Regions from separate parts of the Callithrix jacchus genome. Here all the other regions are linked to region 1. The links are chromatin contacts, called in public Hi-C maps. All regions are on one chromosome and are shown on one strand. The core of a region is the stretch at or near the end of the contact, and the rest is flanking DNA. Distances in the headings are between cores, read along the strand shown.

Region 1 (3,659 bases), core at 452-2,951:
ACTCCGAAGGGACATTTTCAAGGCAAATGAGATAAAAGAACTGAAGGGTTCTTTGGAAGAAAGAGGTAATGTCAATATCATTATCATCATCATTATCCCTATTAACTCTGATCACAGCAAGCTTAGATTCCATCAAAATGTCATCTTCCATCTGAAACATCAATCACCTATTCCAGAAATAACTCAGGATTTTTCACGGATGCCTCTAAGCTGGCCTGACAACTTCCGTGGTGAATTCACAGGTTTCCTTGGTAGGCGATGTGGCTGCACCACAGACATACTTGCATTAGGAAACTGTTGGCTAACAGGAATGTTCCCCATCTCCCTTCCCCGCCAACCCTCATTTCTAACTTAGTGAAAGCTAGGCCACTTATAGCACAAGATAACGGGTTATCAGGCTTTTAGGAGGACGTGCAAGTGCCAAATATGTTACTGTCACTATAAATAAATAAAAGATTCAAGCAAGTATGAACTTGGTAAAATACTGCCTGGGCTGGCGTGTGACATGAATGCCTAAAAGCAACGACGGGTCTCTAGGTCTTGGGAGGCCCCCCTCTATTTATAAATAGAAAGTTTAATCATTTGGCTATAAATACTGAGAAAGAGCTTGAGGAAATTAATGCAGGCCTAAGGAGGTAGCTTGCTTCCCCAGCTTTACTGAAGTCTAATTGACAAATAAAAATGGTACTTAAGGTGTACAACTTGATGCTTGGCTAGACATTGTGAATAATCACCGCAATCAAGTCAGTTAACATAGCCGTCACCTAACACAGTTATCACTTTTTTCTTTTTTGGTGAGAACAAACATTTAAAAATCTTTCCTTTTAGCAAATTTCAAGTATGCAATAGAGTATTGTTAACTATAGTCACATTGCAATACATTTGACCTCCAGCCTTTATTCATCTTGAATAACTGAAACTTTGTACCCTTTGACTGGTATCTCCCCATTTCTCACTTTAAAAACAATCTTTAAGTTCCTGCTCATGGACAAAAAGATTATTTATTAGCTAGGGCTTTGGAGCAAGAACTCAGGGGATGACCGTTCAAAATTAAACTAGGATCCTATATCCTATATGCTGTAGGTTGAAATGTTCCTCTATCCCACCAGGGTACAAAGACCACATATTTCACACAGATGCAGGAAAAGCTCAGGAACCAAACAAGTTCTGATACCAGGCAACAGTCTAACTGTGTAAAAGAAGCTTGTTGAACAAACACTGATTCACAGGTCCACAGAGGCTTAAAATTCCAGGGGATGTAAGCAAAGTCATTTTTTTTTTTTTTACAGGGGACCTGGATGAGGGTATGAGGTCCCCTAGAGTTAATGCTAAGACAGTAACATGGGGTGTGCTTCTTTCCAGGCTTGATAATAATTGGGAGAGACAGAAGGAATGTTGTTAGCAGGGCAAGATATAATAGTAACAAGGAGTCTGTTAGGAAATAGAATTTATTCCCACTTGGTTCAAATAAAGAGATGATCCTAATGAAGCTCTGTTTCAGACATATGAGTGTTAAGGGTAAAAATGGGGTGGTGAGCCACCCAGAAACCAGATGTCAGCAGCACTTCTAGGCCCAGCAGGACAAGGACAGAAAATTGTGCTGCAAACTATAGGACAGAGAAGTCAGGGTCACAGACCCAGCCAGAGAGCAGAGAAGCAGCACCTTGACCTCTTTCTCTCCTCACTCTGATCTGCTGGTGCTCCCCATTGGCTGAACACAACCACAAGATGCAGTTGGGACTCAGGGGATGCCTCCAGCAGAGGTCAGCCTCCTAGGGCTGAGACCTGGCAGAGGATGGATTCAGAGAGGCAGAGGATATCAGCTCAAGGCCACTGTGAAAATGAGCTCTTAGCCCAGCAGGCAGTGGCTATCCCCAACTCTGTAAATTTACAACTCTCTGTACATTTAAATAATTTATTCTTTAAGTTATCACTTAATAATTCTTGGCAGATTCCTCAGGCACATGCCGGTTCTGCGGTCTGGTCCTCCTTCCCTCAAAATCAGAAAATAATTGGAGCAGAATCAACAACAGAACATGAGTATGCGTAGCCTGAGGGTGAAAGAATATTGTATTTCAGACCCGTGAGTCCTGGACCTCTTTAGTAAGCACTGCGTTATTTCTAAAATTAGAGCAGTCTCTTGGGCACCTGGTATCCCAAAACAGCTAGTTCCTTTCTGTAGCAAGCCCGTGAGCTGCTGGTAACATAAAGTTGTTTAGGATCCTGAGGCACCTCTTTTCTGTTTCCCTTTTGTGTGTACATCCTGCTCGTCTTGGCAGGCACAGCTGTTTCGGTTTTACTTGGTCACATTGCTTATGGGAATAATACTCTAAACTAATAGTAGTGAATTCCCCTTTCCTGGGGGCGTTCAAGTAGAGTTTGAAGGACCATATGCAGAAGTGGTCGTTCTATCCAGTAACATCCGATATAGGTAATATCTATATAAGATATTCCTTTCCCACCCTGGAATCTATTACTAAGTCCTGATTTTAGGTGACTTTTGTTTCCACTGTACCAGCCCTAGTCTCCCAAATAAATGAACATTGCCCTCATCTAGTGCTCTAGTTCATTTTCTGTGGGTATAACAGAATACCACACACTGGGTAAATTATAAACAACAGAAGTTCATTTGGCTCTCAGTTTTGGAGCTGGGAAGTCCGAGAGCATGTTACCAGCATGTAACAAGAATCATCCCATGGTGGAAGGCAGAAGCAATTGCACAAGACAGAGGCACCAGGGACACGGCTCACCTTGTAACTACCCACTCCCGTGATAACTAACCCACTTCTGTGACAATGACATTAATGCATTTGTGAAGGCACTGCCCTCATGACCCAATCACTTCTTAGACCTCACTTCCCCGCGCTGTTGTTTTAACAATTTAGTTTCCAATGCTTGAAGCTTTGAAGGACACATTCAAATCACAGCATCTACGAAATGACAGTAATAAGGGTTACAACATCAATATGGTAGCACGAGGAGCTCTATGAATTCACTCCCACATGAAACTAGTGAAAATTATTTTTTTAAAAATAAAGTCTCTGGGAATGGTCATAAATGTATATAGCAAATGAAAAAAACATCTATTCAAAAAAATCTATTAAAACTTGGTTAAGATCAATGAGTCAGTGACATTTGACCCAAAACCCACAGCCTTCCTCCCCACTCACAGCTCAAGGAGGCAGAAGCTCCACATCTTAGGGTAGAGGTAAGAACACAGGGCTCCTTTTCCCCACAGATCCTAATTGAAAGTCTTCCTGGAGAGAGACAGGATGTCAGCGTTGCTTATGCTGCCATTCCCGCTCAAGACCTAATGCTGAGACTTAAGTTCTGGGTGAATGTCACCAAGAGGGTCTCCTTTCTTCCTCCAAGCCCCAACTCTCAGGAGACATAGGCTCCTCCTTGAGAGCATGGTACCAATATGATACAGGGACCCTGAATGTCCTTGCCTTGGCTCATGGGGCAGGAGTTCTAACCCAGAGAAGCAAACCAAAAAGACATGAGTCTGTTGCCTCCTCTCTACCTAGCACCAAGATACAAAAACAAGGTGTTCAGAGAGAAGTGAGCCACGTTTTCCCTGCCCCCAACCCCCCAGAGGATCATGGCTCAGAGATTTTGTCCAGGGAGAAAATCAGGCTGTGGAAGGAAGAGCTCCAAAT
Region 2 (3,659 bases), core at 340-2,839, 390 kb before region 1:
ATCATGTTTTTTCTCTTTTATTCATCTAAAAAAGTAAAACACAAGATAAAATACTTAAATAAAACTACATAGTAACATGACTCTGCCCAAGTTAAACATTAATTTTTATTGAGAAATACACATCATTTTTTCCTGCAGCTAGATTTTCCATATAACAATACATTGTGAACCTCTTTTCTTGCTAATGCAAATCTACACCTCATTTTTTTAAGTATGATATTCCACCTTTGACTATATCCTATTTTATTTAATTATTCCCATATTCGTGAACATTTTAATTTATGTCTGTTTTTAATTATTATAAATAACACTGTACTAAACAGCCTTGAACAAATTGTTTTGTGTGTTTACCTGACTTTCCATAGGATCAATTCCTAGAAAGCATAATTACTGGATTAAAGAGTGCAATGTACTTAAACTTTTGAGAGAAACTTTTTTTTTTTTGAGACAGAGTTTTGCTCTTGTTACCCAGGCTGGAGTGCAATGGCGCAATCTCGGCTCACTGCAACCTCCGCCTCCTGGGTTCAGGCAATTCTCCTGGCTCAGCCTCCTGAGTAGCTGGGATTACAGGCACGCGCCACCATGCCCAGATAATTTTTTGTATTTTTAGTAGAGATGGGGTTTCACCATGTTGACCAGGATGGTCTCGATCTCTTGACCTCATGATCCACCCGCCTCGGCCTCCCAAAGTGCTGGGATTACAGGCGTGAGCCACCGCGCCCGGCCTCCACTTTGTCTCCATAAGACATTACCACTTTGTACTTTCATCAGAAAAGTATGAGTGCTTGTTTTAGTTATACCTTAACTTTAGTTTAATATTATCAAACTTTTTTGTGGGCAGTTTTATTAGAGCGGTTGAGCTCTTGGATTTTTAATTTCTTGTTAAGACATTGCCAGATGTCCACTGCAGGAGGCAGAATCACTGCCATTTGAGAACCGCTGATTTAGATGAATACAGAAGACATACTTATTGAATGTATAGTTCTAATCTTTTCTTGGTCTAGATAATGAATATAATGTAGATAGAATCAGGATTCTGGTGTCTTATATTTTACCTTTAAGAGGAAAAAAATGAAAAAAAGACATTTAGAGGTACCTTGTTTGAGATACTTAGGTCTTACCAGCTATGCACATGAAAATGAGCAAGGTTTTAGATGATTGCAATGGTACTTGTTGGAAAGAGGGAAGAGAGGAAATTAAATTTTTTCAAAGAATTCTATTCAGCTCCCGTGTCCCCAGTATTCTAAGAGACTGTTTTCAATACTTTTTTTCTATTAACTTTCAAAAGTTGGTTATAGCTTTGACTCAGGTAAATGTAAATTTGCATGTTGCCTCTACTGTTTGATTTACATCAGGTGACCTAGGGCAAGATTTGACTTACCAAGTTATTAAGAGGATTAAATTAAATATTAATAATAACTAAAGTAGTACTTGGCACATAGTAAATAATATACAGTGACATTGAAGATTTACATTCCCTTCACTGAAATCCTTAGGAATATGCCACATTTACTGTGTATTCCATTCACCCCCATAGGTCTGGGACAACACTGTGTAATCAGACAGTACTATTTGTGCAGTGAAACCTGTAAATGTTTACCTTATAATGGGTAAATAATGACTGTAGACTGACTCAGGTTTTGCTGCTAAAGGAGTTAAAAATCTTTCAGTTTTGGAGATTTTGGAATTGTTGATATGAGAAGTTGGTCTTGTACTAAGACTATTACTAATACTCCCTAGGTGTTAAATTGATTGCTTGTTTAAGCAACCTGAGCTGCAATATATTCAAAATCTCAAGTTCATGTTGTTTACAATTTAAATGTTTTAACTTTTGAGGAATCTGATTAAAGACTTTTGTACTGTTTTCATAACTTTTCTGTAAAGTCTACATTTATTTTTTAAAAAAAGTTTTAAATTTGAAAGCCAACATATGAAGTGTGATGAATGTGCCACTGTACCTGAATTACTCTGTAGAACTGTCAGCAGGTGATTGTAGCAGCTGGCTGGAATAGGTTCGTTCTAATCCAAGCACGTTTTATGGCAGGCATTTTCACCAGTATGACTGAGTCTCTTCAAATTACATGTGAAATTGTGTGAATTTTTCTAAGAATAAGAACTGTAATTTTCACTGAATAGTCAAAGTGAGGTGAAGTCAAAAATGTATGCAATGGGAATGAATTTTAGAGGACTAATGAATTTGTAGGAGTATCATAGTAGGTAGCTGTAATCAATAAAGTTAAGTTCAGGGAGGCTTATGTAAGTTGATCCAAAGCAAGGTTGACATTCTCTGTTAAAAATAGAGGAGCTTGATAAGGAAATGTTGGCTCTTCTGCTTATTTTGGAGCAGATCCCAAACTACTTTAAAATAGTGGCTTTTTCAGAGGTAATTCCTTTACCACAACTCTTTGTAGGGTCTATAACTTTATGTTCATTTTCACCCAGTGCTAATCAAACCTGTTGAAAGAAATATGAAAGATCTATATGAAGAAAATGTAAATTCTCCTGAATGACTTAAAAGATGTGAATAAATGGGAAAAAGTGCCGTGTTCTTTAAAAACTCAATATTGTTTATTAAGTGATCTTTTAAGTCTGATGCGATCCTAATCAGAATATCAATGAGATTTTCTTTGTTATTTATTAAGAAGATAGTTCATAAATAACTGAAGTTTATTTTGAAGAATAACATGGCAGAGGTACCTGGAAAAATCTGAAAAAAGAAAAATTATGAGGCTGGACTCATCAAAATTTATGAAGTTATAGTAGTTTTATGGTATTGGCCTAGAAATCTGTTACTAGATCATAGAAAATAAACCATATATTTGGTTCTCTGGTAGATGATCAAGGTATCATTTCAAATTAATACAAATAATTACTTATTTAATAAATAGAGTTAGAACAGCTTGCATTTGAGAGGAAATGTTGAATCTTTTACTAAATAATATTCAGGTGGATCAGAATCTTAAAATGATATAAGAATACTAGAATATTTTCATAATCTTGAAGAGAAGAAACATCCCATCCAGAAGCCAAAAGGAAAAGAATAACTAAATTTACATGGCAAAACAAGACCATAATAAAGTGAAAAGACTGGACCAAAAAAGTCTTTAACATATATGTCACAGAAGGCTTATGCATTAGTAAGAAAAAAAGACTAGCAACTAATTAGGAGGGGGGGGGCGCAGAGGATAGAAATAGATGGTCATAGAAAGATACATATACATGCACAGTATTTGGCTGGCAAACATATTCATAATATCTAATGTAAGGAAGGTATGGGTTAACCAGGCCATTTTCCTGTTCCATTGTTCTTGAGAGTTAAATTGGTACAGTCATTTTAGAAGGCAATTTGGTAATGTTTCCCAGAATGTTATTTTGTTACGTAAAATTATTACATCTTAAAATGTTACAAATAAGTGCTCAAGGAATTTAGCCTACAAAAATATTTGTAGATGATCTACAAACTAGAGATATATGTACACATGTATGTATTGCAGTATTGTTTTTAGTAGTGTAAAAACTGGCACCAACCTAACATATCCTTCAGTATGGACTGAGTTAAGTAAATGGTGGCACCTTCATACAGTGGAATTCCATGCAGCCATTAAGCAGAACAATTAGACATACAAGTACTGTCTTGTAATACTATCCATGACACGTTC
Region 3 (3,659 bases), core at 544-3,043, 280 kb before region 1:
GTAAATGAGAAAGAGGAGTATGTGTCCGACCCAGGAATATTTGTGGACTTCACAGAGGCGGATTCGGATCAAGTCCCAAAGCTTTGGCATGATGTTTATTAGCAAAGTCCAGTGAATTGCAAATTAATACCCACAGTGGCATTTATGAATGAAAAGCGGGGAGTGGGGGGAGCGGGGGACTTCTCCACCGTCTGGCAAATTCCCAGGCAGAGGTCTCCCCCACCCCTCCAGCCCTCCTCTTTTGGGTATGTTGTACTTGTTTGTTTTTGGAGGTTCCCACTGTAGTTCCAGACCACTGCCTGGGTTGGAAGTCCGAGAGGAAACGAACTCGGGGAGTTCTCCGGAAGGCTGACTTATACTTCCTTACGGATGCAGGAGACAGGGTAAGCCCTTCCAACCTCCCTCCGCGGACCGGAGGCTGTGCTAACCAAGCAGCCAGCCAGAAATGCAGGGGACCACCCTGCATTTGGAGTGCTTTGGGCTGAAATCACCTGCAAAGACCGCAAGGCCAAACCAGATTCCAGTACATTATGCCCTATGAATCTCTGGGGAAAGCAGACGCCTTCAAGCTGGAAGTTTTGTGGGGTTTTTAAGTCCTTTCCTAGGGACCACTGGAAGCCTCCCATTTTAAATGAATTGCAATGAGATGTAGTAGGTAATACTCTGTAGTAAAAATGTCAGCAGATTATAAGATCCTGTTTTACCTGCAACATACTCAGGAGAAGCCCCCACCATGGGACAATGTACTTGAATGTTACCAATCCCATTAGTGTGATTGATAAACTTTCCCTACAAGTTTCAAAAACTATCTCTAATTTTAATAAATTGTAATTTTAATAAAAATTATCATGTGAGAGTCATATGCTCTAGGATGACTACTTATCCTTTTTAATGTTTAGGGCTGTTCACACTTCTTCATTTAGCAGTCTTGCTTAAAAGGGCCTTTAGTGCCAATGCTGACTTTTCTGATAAGCACAATGAGAAGCTATCATGATGAAAACACACTCCAATGAAGAGAACTCTTGCAGGAAAGAGTTCAGTTTTATTCATTCAAAAGTGCCCTTTCATAACTGAAAGCAGCATTTGCTAGAGGGAGTGGGAAGCTCTATTGGAGGGTTAGGGGTGAGAGACTTTTCAAGACAATGGATTGTCAGGTGTCATGCAAATCAAGTGAGGAAAGTCTGGGCCCAACATGAACACAGGTTAATACATCAATTATTATTTACACAACATTGCTTTTCCTGCCTTAGCATTTCATTATTGTTTCCTTCTTAATGAAGTGTCTGGGGTGGGGCGGGGGAGGAGGGGTGTAGCCACAGTAAGGGGTGAACAGAGGGAGATGGTAGAGAGAGAATGGAGAGGAGGGTTCCTAGCTTCTGTTGTGGCGTCTTTTCTATTTGACTTCATGGTTGTAAGTATTTCCAGATGGTGAATCAGACAGCAGACGTAACAATATTCCCATATTTGGGTATAGCAGTAGCCTGCGTTTTTAACATTTTTCTGCCTCTGTTATCCAACCACAAAGCATTCTTGACAACTTCAAATGTTGTTAAATATAGATTTAACTTCTCTTCCCAGAGCAGGAAATTCTTTGGAATTCCTTGTTTTTCATGCAATCTGTCTATCATGATTTAGAATAAAAGCACAGTGGATCATCCAACTGGCGGTATATACCTTAATTGGAGGTTGGGGATGGGGGACGGCAGAGATCCAGTCTGCCGCACTGCGTTCAAACACAGCCATTCCAGAGATTCCTTTAAAATCACATTAAAGTTTTCTAACAAGGGTGTGTGGGTTTGTTTCTGGACTTCAACGGGTAATCTTGAGGATGAGTTTCCCCCAAAGGAGAAATTTAGAGAACCTTACCGTCAGCTGCCCATTTCAAGCAGGGGGTGTGTTGTGGGAGGGGGGTGGGAAGCTGGAGCAACAGGGCCAGGAGGTGTGGGAGCGGGAGATACTAGAGTAACCTATGTGCACAGCCTCTCCATATACCATGTGCTGGTGCGCCTGCTAGTAATTGACGACATTAGGCAAGAGAAACAGCAGCTCCTCGAGTCCTGCCCAAGGACCGTCCAGAAACCCCAGCCTCTGGTCGTCTTCTCACCGCCTCTGATGGGAGCTGCAGATCAGTCCTAGTTGACGGACAGGAGGCCAAATGTGCAAATGTTTATGGGTAAGTGTTGCTTCGGGTACTAATTCTGTATGGCTCTTTTGCTAGTTTCTCCCTCACCCTCCCCATACGGGTGCCCAGGCAGGAAATAACGGGCTGCCTTGTTTCCATGGGCTGCCTTGGGTTGCAATCCACGGAGAAGGGGCTACTTGTCTTCTGCAGCTCCTGGCTTCGGGCTGAGCGATGGGGACGTCTCGCCCGCTGCTGCCAGGGAATTTTAGGTTACCTAATGAAGGGCTCACTGTCTGGCGGCAACCGAGAGTAATAACGGTAAATCTGGCGACTCTGGTTTCCTAGCCCTAGGAAGGCTCTCAGACCAGCGTGCATCAGAATCACCTGGAGAACTAGTTAATGATTCCTGGGTCCCACCGCAGAGTTTCTGATTACTTTTCTAACAAGTCCCCAGGTGGTGGTGATGCTGCTGGTCCGGAGATCACACCCTGAGAACCACTGCCGTGGACGACCGGAGTGGGTGTAGTAGGGGTGTGTGTCTCAAAGATACTCGCCCGCACACCCAATGTCACAACTCCACTCTTTATAGCCACCTTAATGAACGGAACAACTTAACGGTGTCTGCAAAAGACCAGCTTTAAGGTGTCGCCGACCCCCCCTCCCCCCCGCACCATCCCATTTCTCTTCTCCACCTTTTCTCCGCCCCCATTCCCAGAGGAAGCCAGGGTCCTAGCCTGGTGGCGGCGGCAAGAACTGGGTGGCCTACGCGCGGAGAGGGCGGGCTCCGGCGCCCCTGCGGAGGCAGCGGGCAGGGTCCTCACGGCGGGCGGGCGCGGGACCCGAGGCAACCGGACGCGCCTGCCTGGCCGCCGCCGCCGCCCCCTGCCGGCCACCCCGCCCGCGCGCCGCAGTCACCACGGTTGCCAGGACTCGAGGTTTCCGGCGGCGCGCGGCGCAGGACGTTTCCAGCCCCGGCCCATATTTGGTGAAAGTCTTTCAAGACTCCGTCATCTAGCTTTGGGGGACGGTGGCGGCGGCGGTGGCCCTGCGACCGGGCCGGACAGCCTTGCGGCGGCCGCCCGCGCCCAGGCCTCCCGCCGCGAGGGGCCCGGAGCCTTGCGGGCGGCGGGGGAGACCCGGGTGGTTGGGCCCCCGGTCCTCACCCCTCTGAGGGCCGAAGTCCGCCATGCGCTGTGTGGGAGGCTGGCGGGGAGCGCGCCGCGGCCCAATTGTGTCACTTTTCCCGTCCACCCTCCTGTTGACTCGTCCTCCCAGCGGAGTAGCGAGTTGCCGCGCTGTGCCAGACTTAGAGGGTGTGCCCGGCGCGGGGGTGGGGGTCGGAGATGGCATTTGCGTGGACAACGAGCGCATCCGAGAGCGGGAGGTGGAGCCGACTCTGGGGAAAAGCCCCGAAGGGCCTGGATTCCATTATCCCCAGAAGGGACACATGCTAGAGCTGGCTCTGGGTTTCTCCTGGCCTCCCACGACCCCTTCCCCTCTTCCTCCTCGAGAAGTTCCGCGTGTGGGGAGCCCTGGA

The links. A called contact is a pair of places that touch in the nucleus more often than the background predicts.
Region 2: a contact with region 1 is called in a Hi-C map of induced pluripotent stem cells, with 2.2 times the contacts expected there. The contact joins two enhancer-like sites. A contact is called at or near these places in 3 of 3 Hi-C or Micro-C datasets (induced pluripotent stem cells and skeletal muscle).
Region 3: a contact with region 1 is called in a Hi-C map of skeletal muscle, with 6 times the contacts expected there. The contact joins the promoter of DDAH1 here to the enhancer-like site in region 1. A contact is called at or near these places in 2 of 3 Hi-C or Micro-C datasets (induced pluripotent stem cells and skeletal muscle).

What each region holds. Positions count from the first base shown.
Region 1 is chr7:122,542,018-122,545,676 of calJac240_pri, reverse strand. No RefSeq gene overlaps it. Among named protein-coding and RNA genes, the nearest start is that of BCL10, 31 kb to the right of the region's middle. Within about 2 kb of position 1,701, at least 4 of the 16 cell types and tissues checked have an H3K27ac peak or open chromatin away from gene starts, as enhancers often do. A contact at or near this core is called in skeletal muscle, where this site is marked.
Region 2 is chr7:122,934,896-122,938,554 of calJac240_pri, reverse strand. All of the region lies in intron 5 of ZNHIT6 (zinc finger HIT-type containing 6), which reads left to right. Among named protein-coding and RNA genes, the nearest start is that of ZNHIT6, 9.6 kb to the left of the region's middle. Within about 2 kb of position 1,589, at least 2 of the 16 cell types and tissues checked have an H3K27ac peak or open chromatin away from gene starts, as enhancers often do.
Region 3 is chr7:122,821,967-122,825,625 of calJac240_pri, reverse strand. It overlaps DDAH1 (dimethylarginine dimethylaminohydrolase 1), which reads left to right and starts at 1,793. Exons shown (of 9, transcript XM_078332352.1): 1 at 1,793-2,173.